Regions from separate parts of the Gossypium hirsutum genome. Here region 1 is linked to region 2. A link is a contact called in public Hi-C data. All regions are on one chromosome and are shown on one strand. Each heading gives the region's core, a stretch centred on a gene start, on an enhancer-like site or on the middle of the called end of the contact. The rest is flanking DNA. Distances are from core to core; before and after follow the strand shown. Region 1 holds the start of LOC107886670. Region 2 holds the start of LOC107886596 (protein ALTERED XYLOGLUCAN 4).

Region 1 (5,230 bases), core at 626-3,125, 460 kb after region 2:
GATTCTGAGTATTTTTTAAGATAAATTACATTAGTAGCTATCCAACTATTAATAAATTAAAAATAATTTATTTTTTTAAGTACAATACTTGAATCTAAAATTTTAATTTTAAACTATGTGAATAATATATTTTCAAAATAGATTTTTATACTTTGAAAACAATTTAAAACAGGTTTCTGAAAAAATTAAACAAATTTTAGAAACGCTTTTTTTAAAAAAATTAAGATGTTTATTACAAATAGATTTCATAAATAAAAAATTAATAGATTTTTATAAACACTTTTTTCATATATGTTTAATCTAGGAAATTATATATATATATATATCAATGATTTAAGGCATTAATTTTATCAAATAAGATATTGAAGTATAAAATATATAAAATGATTTAAACTTAATTATAACATCAATCATAAAATATATTTAATATATTTAACATTTTTTAATTTATATATACATTTCAAATCCGTGCATAAATTAATTGATATACCTAACTATTAGGATAAATTACACGAGCTAGATGTGTGTATTAATTAAATGTGGATTTTTTTTTCTTTTTTAGGTTTTACAAATTTATAGATGTGGAATGTCTCTATTTTAAATGTTGAAAGCTTTTGTTAAGAAGTTTAAGGATCAAATTTATAGAATTAGAATCAAATTGATAGAATATGTAAGTATTGAGGACTAAATGTACAATTATACCAGATAGAAAAATGTTTCCCGTTATCAATTTAACGACGGTGATCAAAACAGCAATGAATTCAAACACTAATGTCTAAATTGAAAATGATTAAAGTTGAGTGACTAAAACAAGAACGTGAACATAATTGAACAACTATTTGTATAGTTTATCTAAAAAAGAATTGTATAAGCGATTTAAGTAGCACTTGGCAAGAATTTTCCTTTTTGGATAAAAGAGCTGAGAATAGAGGAAGGGTTTGAAAAGTTGGAACTCAAATCCTCATTAAGAACTAATCTCTTGAAGATGAGGACGTAAATAAACTGCTTCGAATTTCTCGAGGATTCGATACCACATTTCATCATTAGATCAGTTAGAAGCTGTTGTTGAATCTTCGTTCTCGTGTGGCTTAAAAACTAAGCATTAGTGACCAAGTAAATATGCAGCCCCATGTAGCTAGGCCGATGAGTAAAATGGGCTGCAATGTCAAATCTCAATATAGATTGCTTAAATTTTATAACTTTCATCGTTCAAATCATAGAGATTACCATTTGGTTATGGGTGTCTTTGGATATAATTGCTAATTATAATTACAAGACATGGTTGGCATAGTACAATTATATCTTAATTCTTAATATTATCTTTGATAGTTTCTTTTTTACTAAATAATAATAATAGAAAGTCATCAAAAGTAATTATTCATATAATTCATTCAATTCCAAACCCTTACTTAAGAATGGGAGAGTGTAAATGTAGTTAAATTTACTAATTATAATGGTTAATTAAACATGCCACACATGTATAATAACAATTAATACACCTAAATTTAATTACTGAATGACTTTTCAAATGCATTCTATATTCTCTTTCAAGTAGAAGCAATTGCATTGTTAGTAAATTTTATTTTAGTCCACAAGTAGGAACTAAATTGTTATATGTATTTAATATGAATAATAATTTGTGATATGTATTTAAGAGACTAACGAATGTACTGATTAAAACATTAAAAAAATTATATAAATGAAACATATGGAGTTAAAAATTTTCATGCGGGCATGTGGCTTATGTGTTCTGTTTTGATTTTTACATGCCAACTGAAAGGTGTTTAAGGGGACCAAACCCATGAACAAATGGGCATCATAGGAGCCCAAACTACTTGAAGATTTAGGCTTAGGTGTTCCAAGAACAGTTAGGTAAGTTTGGATTGCTTAATTCAGGGAAAAAAAAGAGAGAGAATAGATAGAGACGGGCTTAACTAAACAGGTACCTAAAAACTCTTCAAGGACGATTGGATATCAGCAGAACTCCATTTATCACTTCTTCTTTAAACCACCCGGAACCCATCTTTTTCCGTCACTCTCCGGCGTGAATATCAGCAGAAGAAGGCTACTTCCAGTTCGTCTCTGTTTCCAGCTCCTACATTGGTAATGGTATGTTCTAACAATATATCTCATTCCTTGGCCCTTTCCCTTTTTTGTCTTTGGCTTTCTTTCTCAATTTCCTACCTAGGGTTTATTTCGCTCCTCTAGCTATTGCTATGAAAGTCTCCATTGCTGAAAAAGCAGATGAAAAAATTATTCTTTTTTTTGGGGGGGGGGGACGGCTTATCAATAGAAATGATTAAACGCGAAATGCTACAAACAATTCGGTATATCAGTCATTTAGTTAGAAACTTATATTTTTTTTTAACTCTAGAAATTTAGGCAGTGCGGAGCAATTTTACTCTCTGATGAACTGCCTGCCACACGTGCGTGCTTATGGCACAGCTTTATTTAGAAAGGCTGGTAATTTCATTGCAACAACTTCTTTGAACCAATGCCATGTTCCTTTCTGGAAAAGAAATTTTGAGCACGCGGGTGTTAAGACTGTGGATTTAGAGTTCTTGTTGACAAGATTTCGCCCTCAGTGTTACTTTTCCCGGAAAAGTAATAGTAGTAGTAGCACAAAAAAAGCATCCAGGACTAAAAAAGTTCATCCTGAACAACCACCGGTGATGGAAAACGAGAAAGATGCATTCTTTGTAGTGAGAAAGGGAGATGTTGTTGGTGTTTTCAAGAGCTTTGCTGATTGTCAGGCCCAAGTTGGATCCTCGGTAATTCTTCTTACTTCCTTTTTCTAATGTCACCTAAAGTTGATTTACTTTTAGGCTAATTATTGTGCTATACTGTGTTATTGCAAATTGGAATATTAATACTTATGTGCTTTTTAGATTTCAATGAAATGACATAATAATTGTAATGCAAATAACATAGCAGTCTTTCAAATTTAGATACTGTGTTTCTCCTTTTCGCTGTTCTGTTAACTTTGACATGTTATTGTTCTTTTGGAGTAGATATGTGATCCTCCGGTCAGTGTCTACAAAGGCTACTCTTTGACAAAGGAAACTGAAATATATCTGTCTTCCTGTGGGCTTAAGAATGCTTTCTACACTATTAGAGCTGCAGATGTGAAAGAAGATCTTTTTGGAGCGCTCATGCCCTGCCCTTTCCAGGTGAGACCTTGAGTATGAACCTTATGCATACTGCAAACTTGTTGTTTGTTTGAACAAGTCTGTCAGAAAAAGAAAAAAAAGATTTTGATGTTGTCTTCCTTTTTTTCTTCACCTGCATCCATGTCTCTGTTTGCTTGAATGTGTTCTTGTGACAGCAATTGCACCTAAAACTTGCATCTCCCAATTAATGTGATCTGCTTGGAGGTTTTGAGGCCATCGATGATCAATCTCTTTGTTCTTTGATTAGTTTCTTTCTTTCACATGTTAACTGTATCACAAAGGCTGTTTTATACCATCCAGAGAAGGTGAAGATATTGGCTCCTACAGATTCGAAGGCCAATGTTCCTAATTTTTTGTGTCTCAGGAGCCAGCTTCTTCTAAAGGTGAAACATCTCATAATGATGCAACCAAAAAGAGACCACAGGATTTGCTTCAGTCAGAGTATGGGGTAGGTTAGCTGTTTTAATGTTCCCTGAGCACATCATTATTAATATCATACAAGTTTGGGTGTGACACTATTTTTCAGTGTTTTACCTTTAACCTTTTGTAGGGACTGGGATCACTTGGTTCAATAGCCGTAGCCGATCCCGTGAGAAAGCATTTCAAGTTGGATCCACATGCTGAGGCTCAAATAACATCCTCTGGTCATGTAAGTAGATTTGGTAGTGACAACTGATTATGTTGGTGAATATTGGCATCAACTTCATTCACAGAATTGGGGAGATAGTCTTGAAGGCCATTGTCTTTTTTTTTTTTTTTTTCAAGTAGATGGTTGAATATAGCTCCTCAAACAACATAAGAGGGTTTCCTATGCGAGAGAGAAGGGTGTCTGAATTAATTTACCAAGATTAAGTGATGCTTTTTTGCTCCAAAAATAGGCTTTGATGCCTGTACTTTTGTCTTTATGGCAGCAATCTTGTATTCTTGAGTTTGATGGTGCATCAAAAGGAAATCCTGGGCCTGCTGGTGCAGCAGCTGTATTGAAAACTGATGCTGGAAATGTGGTGTGCAATTAACCATTTAGAAATTAGACCTTTTCCACATGTAAATCCTTCCATAATATGCTATTTGAACAGATCTGCAAATTGCGCGAGGGTTTGGGCGTAGCAACCAATAATGCTGCTGAATATCGCGCCATAATTTTAGGGTTGAAACATGCTCTTAGAAAAGGTTATACAAACATTCGTGTACGAGGTGACTCGAAGCTCGTTTGTATGCAGGTAATCCAACTTTCTATCTGTTTATTGTTGCTTTGTTGATGTTATTTTTCTCAGAAAGAAAAATCTGGATGATAATGCTGGAACTAGGTTAATGCTTCAGCACAAATGGAGTAAAGCTATCCAATCTGTTATTGGACTTCAATTTCAGGGGGCATACCTATTGCAATAGTTTTGGCAAGCTAGTTGACTATTTTAGGGCCCCATTTGTTTTCTATTAGATGTTTTGAGTTTTAGCCTTCGGGCAATTGATTTGTTAGCAACTTGGTTCAGCATGGAAGCACTGTCTCTTCTCCTTTTTTCTTAAAAACTTTCAAAACAAGAAAGCTTTATAATTGTCCTTCATAACTTGGTTCTATAAGGGATGAGTATTTTATCTGATTAATGGACTTTCCTATTAGAATGCACACCTGTTCTTTACCTCTGTCATGCTTCCTAAATCCAACCTTTGCCCCCCACACCCTCCAAAAATAAGAAAATCTTTCTTCTCTTTTGGCTGGCCTGTCACCTGGGACAAACTAAATTGTCTCTGGGAAAATTATAGCTCCACTGTTGCTATTCCTGGGCTTCAATAAGGACCTAAATTTTGGTTGACCAAAATAATAATAATTGTGCCTAAATCTTGGAGCTATGTTGTTTATTTTCATTTTATTGAAGTATTATCATTTCAAGTTAAGGAGCTTAGCTTCTGTTTTGTTCTGGTATTCTTACAACTATTGTTTCCTTGAACAGCTGCAGGGTTTATGGAAAGTCAAACATGAGCACATGTCTGAGTTGTATGAGCAAGCAATGAAACTGAAGGATAAGTTTCTTTCATTTCAGATCAATCACGTTTTAAGGGTA
Region 2 (4,867 bases), core at 1,729-4,228:
GTATTTTAGTTTTAAATCTTAAAATTTAATATTGGATAAAAATATTTATAATAACCTTTATATTCAATTTTATTCTTTGAATAATATTATATAAGATAATATAAATATATAATAATTATTTTTAAAAATGATTTGAAAATAACCAAAAAATCTACGGAATAGATAGATTATGTAATTTTTTAAAAAAATCATTTTAAAAATGTGATAGTTGATTTTTAAAATTAAAACCAAAATTTAAAATAAATAGTAACATAGATAATATATAAATAAAAAGTATTTAAGTTAAAAAATAGATAAATCATCTAAACAAAATTTTATTTAATTAATTAAATGTTTTATATAATTTTTAAAATTTCTGGTTGTGTAATTAAATATTTGTCTAATTTATTTTAAACTAAAATTAACCATCTAAATTAATTTATCTAATTAAACATTTATTTTTTTAAAAAAGAGTTAATAGCTTTTTAAAGATTTGAATGAAGATTAGAAGTCTGGTTGTCGCAATATTATAATTATACATTAAATTTTTTTTTAAAAATGCTTGTATATTTGGTTATACCAAAAAAGAAAAAAAATTGTGATCAATCAGGAACCTATCCTTAATTGAGGTAATGAGAAGAGGAAAATAAGTTGGGTTTGAATAATAAGTATGATTAATGAATCAAATTAAGCAAAGGAAGGAAATGGAATTCTATTGGTACATAATAAGTTTTCTACCTTTTGCCTTTTTACCTGGTCTGCTTTGTGCGCATGACAGGAAGCACTACTGTGAGGACCAAAACCAAAATAAGGGATGGGCAAAAACACTAATGATGCGAATGCAAAGCCCTTTGCCTTTTTGGAGCCTAACTTTTGTGTCTGTGGGTGATATACTGAAATCATTTCACCAACTTTAACCACTTGTTAGAACCTTGTCCCCCTTTCTTCCTATTCAAGCTTAGGTAAAAAAGGTAAGTTTCTTTGGATACCTTGGACTTAGCTATCCTTATCATAATAGAGAGAAGCCTGTACTTTTTTTTTAATTTTGATTTGAAAGAGATAGACGCATCAACAAGGTTCATCTTCTAAAGTAAATTTTGAGGGTGTTAGGTGGGTAGTAAGTTCAGTCATTAACCACAATCTTCCCATTCTGCTTGCTAATGAAGCTGAAAGATATGACCCCAAACAAAATTGCTTGTTTTGAGAAAGAAATATACACCAACAAATACAACAGAAATGCAAAATGAAAAACAAAACCCAGAATCTGCTATCTGTATTGCCTCACTTCTCTCTCTTTGATACAACACTCCATCTCCTAATAACTTCTAACACTATCTGATTCCATGTATCTATAGGACCTGGAAGACACCAATGTACACAGTCGTTCTGAACATGTTCTTGAATGCCATTAGCGAATGGAAATGGATACATATAAGGCCCGGGATGACCATCTGGTCTCATTAATGATAATTTGGTCACATCCAATGTCTCTAGTCTCAATCCTTTGAATTGCTTAGCATTTACCTTAGCAGCTTCCATTTCTTCAATGGCAATTGATCTCATATCTGCATCCATTCCTTCAACCATCTTTTCTCCTTCCTCGTAAGGCTTCGTCTTGGGACAAGCACCAGCCTTATCCCATTCACCTTCAAAATGTGAAGGTGAAAAAGAGGTTAAAAACACATCAATTCCATTACCATCAGTAGACTTCCTTTCAATTATTGCCTTAAGTGCGGCCTTTATGGCCTTCCTCATCACATCATAAAATCCAATCTCAGTGTGATTTAGTCCAGGGCAGTAATGGCAACCTAAAACCGAACCACCCTCATAATACACTGCTGGATGAAGAAACCAATGCCCTATTGAGAGTACAACCATATCTATATGCTCTAAATCAGATCCCCACCTCTCATCAACAACATCTACATACAATTCATTATGATCTGGGCCAGTTTTTGATTTCTCAACACCTTTAACCAGAAATGGTGACCAATAAACTGATACAGTAATGTTATGAGAAGAAAAATGCCATCTACGAAACTTGTTATCCTCCCCAGTTTTGTAAACCAGGTTAGGATAGGAGGCAGTGGCTAGCATGCAAAGAAGTGATTCCAATTGGTTCCTAGCCATCGAGTCACCAACAAAAGCTATATGCTTGTTACTAAGGAGGTTGAAGAAAGTGTTGGGATCAAACCTTGGGAGATTGCATTGGCTTGGTTGCCATCTCCAGTAAAGGTAACCCAAGTCAGGTCTCCCGTGTGTGATGCAATTTTGACCTTCCTTAATTGTACCACAGGTTGTGCCATTGTATAAAGGCCCCATCTTGTCATGTACCCATCTGCCATAGGTGTAGTTACATGGAGTTTCATTAGCTATTTCCTCTTCTGCAAAAAAGCAAAAACAAAAACTTGTTTAATAATAACACCCATATTTAAAACAACTAAAAATAAAAGAACATAAGTCAAGAAAAGGTAAAAAAGTCTGACAACTTTTATGTTTTACTCTATGTACCTTTAGAGAAGGATGAAGGAGGAGGTGAAGAAGAAGAAGAAGAAGAAGTGGTGAGGATGATGCGGTTGGGGTGAGGAAGCTGATCTGAGGTGGATAGAGGGAAAGGAAAAGGGTGAAAGTAGAAGCGAAAAACAGCTATGGGGAGGAGAGCATAAAGAACATAGGGCAACAAATTCCTGGTGAGTGAACGAGAGTGAGATTGGCCTTTGAGTGGACTTGTTGCCCCCATTTTTTACACACACTCTCCACCTCTTCACCTGTGTTTTCTAGGTTTCTCTAAGCTATGGCCACTGTGGAGGTCAAGCCACAAAAGTGTTCTTGAACTAGCGGCCGGAGAGGAAGGGAGAGAGAGAAATTATAATAATAAAAGAAGCTTATGACTTTATGCAGAGGCTGGGGTGGTGTTCCAATGACATCGAAAGAATCTTATTAATCTACGATTATTATAAATGTGAGTTGGACAACATAATACAGCTAGCGAGAGGTTGTTGTTTACCTTTTGTCATGTCTCTCTGTCTTATATCTCTGTATAAAAAAAAAACACTAAACATGTTCCTCATGAACAACCAAGCATGTTTATCCTAATTAATAGTGTCAAAAATCCAAAATCACCCTTCTATTAAAAGGCAAAATAATTTGGTTTATAAGGGTAAAAACTAGAAACAAAAATTCTGGAACATGGCTATACCTGTGCCTATAGCAATAACAGCCAAATGTCGTCTTTTTTTTTTTCCTTGTTTGAGCTAAATGATTTGTATTTACCATTCAAATCAATGAAATGATAAAACAATATACTTATAGCAAGCTCTCTTAATTGGATGGCATAATAAATCTCAAAATTCACGGGATTCAGATTACACTTTTTCCAACCTAATCCACTGGTGATGGTATTTACATTGCAAGCGGTGATTAATTAAGCATATGATATAGACGGTGACACCACAAGCCATAAACGTGATCTTAAGAAAAAGCATACAGGAATGCCTTTTTCCTTCCATCACATCCCACCTAAAACCCATCATGCATACCTGGTCCTGGACCAGAACGAGTTATTATTAAAAAATTAATTCAATTAAAATATACGCAGATTATTTTTGACTTTTTGGATTTATTTAAATTGAGATAAAACTGGAGTCTAAATTTTTATTCTTTTTAAACACATTAAAATTTTGAGTAGGTTCGTAAACGAAAAAGAAAAAGTCTGCCAGAGGCTGAAGGGGCGTGTGCTAATCGCCTCCTGATAAAGTTAGATGCATTGAATCTTGTATACCTACTGCCACTACTTTTTCATGAATTGGATTATATATTACTTATTTTCAATTCCATAAATGAATTAATTAAAATTTATAATCCATTCAACCGAATCGGTGAATCATCAGTCACAACTTGATTAGAAGTTATTCTCAAACTTCAATTATTGATTACTTTAAAATGGTAATTTTCTTTTCTTTTTTACTTTGACTCACTATATTACATTTTATTACTTTTTATAATATACACTTTAAACTTTATTTAAACTAAAAACAAACAAATAAATAAAAATCACTGTTGTAGTTTTTGTAATGTTATAAGCTTGTTCGAATAAAATATTTGATTAATTCAAAACTTTAAATAAATTTTTATTTGACTGACTAACGATTAAGTGTTTTAAAATTTTTGATTAATTGATAATTTAATTTAATTTTTAATCCAACTCATCAGTTGAATACCACTACAATAAGAGAGAAAACCAAGCGATCTAGAAGGGAAGCATTGCTCTTACTTCTCTTGGCTAACCAATTGCTTTGTTCTCTTCCCTAAAAGCATGATTAAACTTGAAATTTGGACAAGAGGCAAGCAACATATGAATGTCTAGCCTTGACTTTTCATGGAACATCATTAGCACCATTGAGGGCATAATGAGTCTCGGCTTATCTGATTTCTCGATTTTCGATTTTCACTTTTGACTCTTCATAAATTCATACCCAAACCTCAACACTTCAACCATTGATGTCGTCGAGCAAATGCATCAATGCATTGGTTTCGTTGATGATTCCTCTCGAAGAGTCTTAGGTAAATGCTACTAGACTTGCTTGTTTATTCCAAGGGCTAAAATATTTATATAGTGTAAAATTTGATGCCGTATAAATTTAAATTTTTTTTCATATTTTAAGTACAAGTTATTAAATTAATTTGAATAAGTAGTTTTGGTTATTCGGGTTTGGATTAAGTTGATTTTTATAATTTGAATATTTTGTTAATTCGAATATTTGGTGCAAATATATGTAACAGCTCAATTTTCAATAGTTTTGGAACCTCAATTCTGATATTCGTAATATTTACGAGGTTAGTATAAAGTTTAATTAGAGTTTGGTTCTTTACTTTTGTTAATTGGGTA

The links. Hi-C and Micro-C count contacts between places; a contact is called where the count stands out from the background.
Region 1: a contact with region 2 is called in a Hi-C map of leaf, with 4 times the contacts expected there. The contact joins the promoter of LOC107886670 here to the promoter of LOC107886596 in region 2. A contact is called at or near these places in 2 of 34 Hi-C or Micro-C datasets (callus and leaf).

The regions. Positions count from the first base shown.
Region 1 is chrA03:101,040,407-101,045,636 of Gossypium_hirsutum_v2.1, forward strand. It overlaps LOC107886670, which reads left to right and starts at 1,876. Exons shown (of 14, transcript XM_041095454.1): 1 at 1,876-2,109; 2 at 2,375-2,771; 3 at 3,012-3,170; 4 at 3,535-3,618; 5 at 3,721-3,819; 6 at 4,082-4,174; 7 at 4,247-4,390; 8 at 5,120-5,227. The coding sequence starts at 2,409.
Region 2 is chrA03:100,580,746-100,585,612 of Gossypium_hirsutum_v2.1, forward strand. It overlaps LOC107886596 (protein ALTERED XYLOGLUCAN 4), which reads right to left and starts at 2,979. Exons shown (of 2, transcript XM_016810614.2): 1 at 2,491-2,979; 2 at 1,156-2,363. The coding sequence starts at 2,719. The coding sequence ends at 1,261.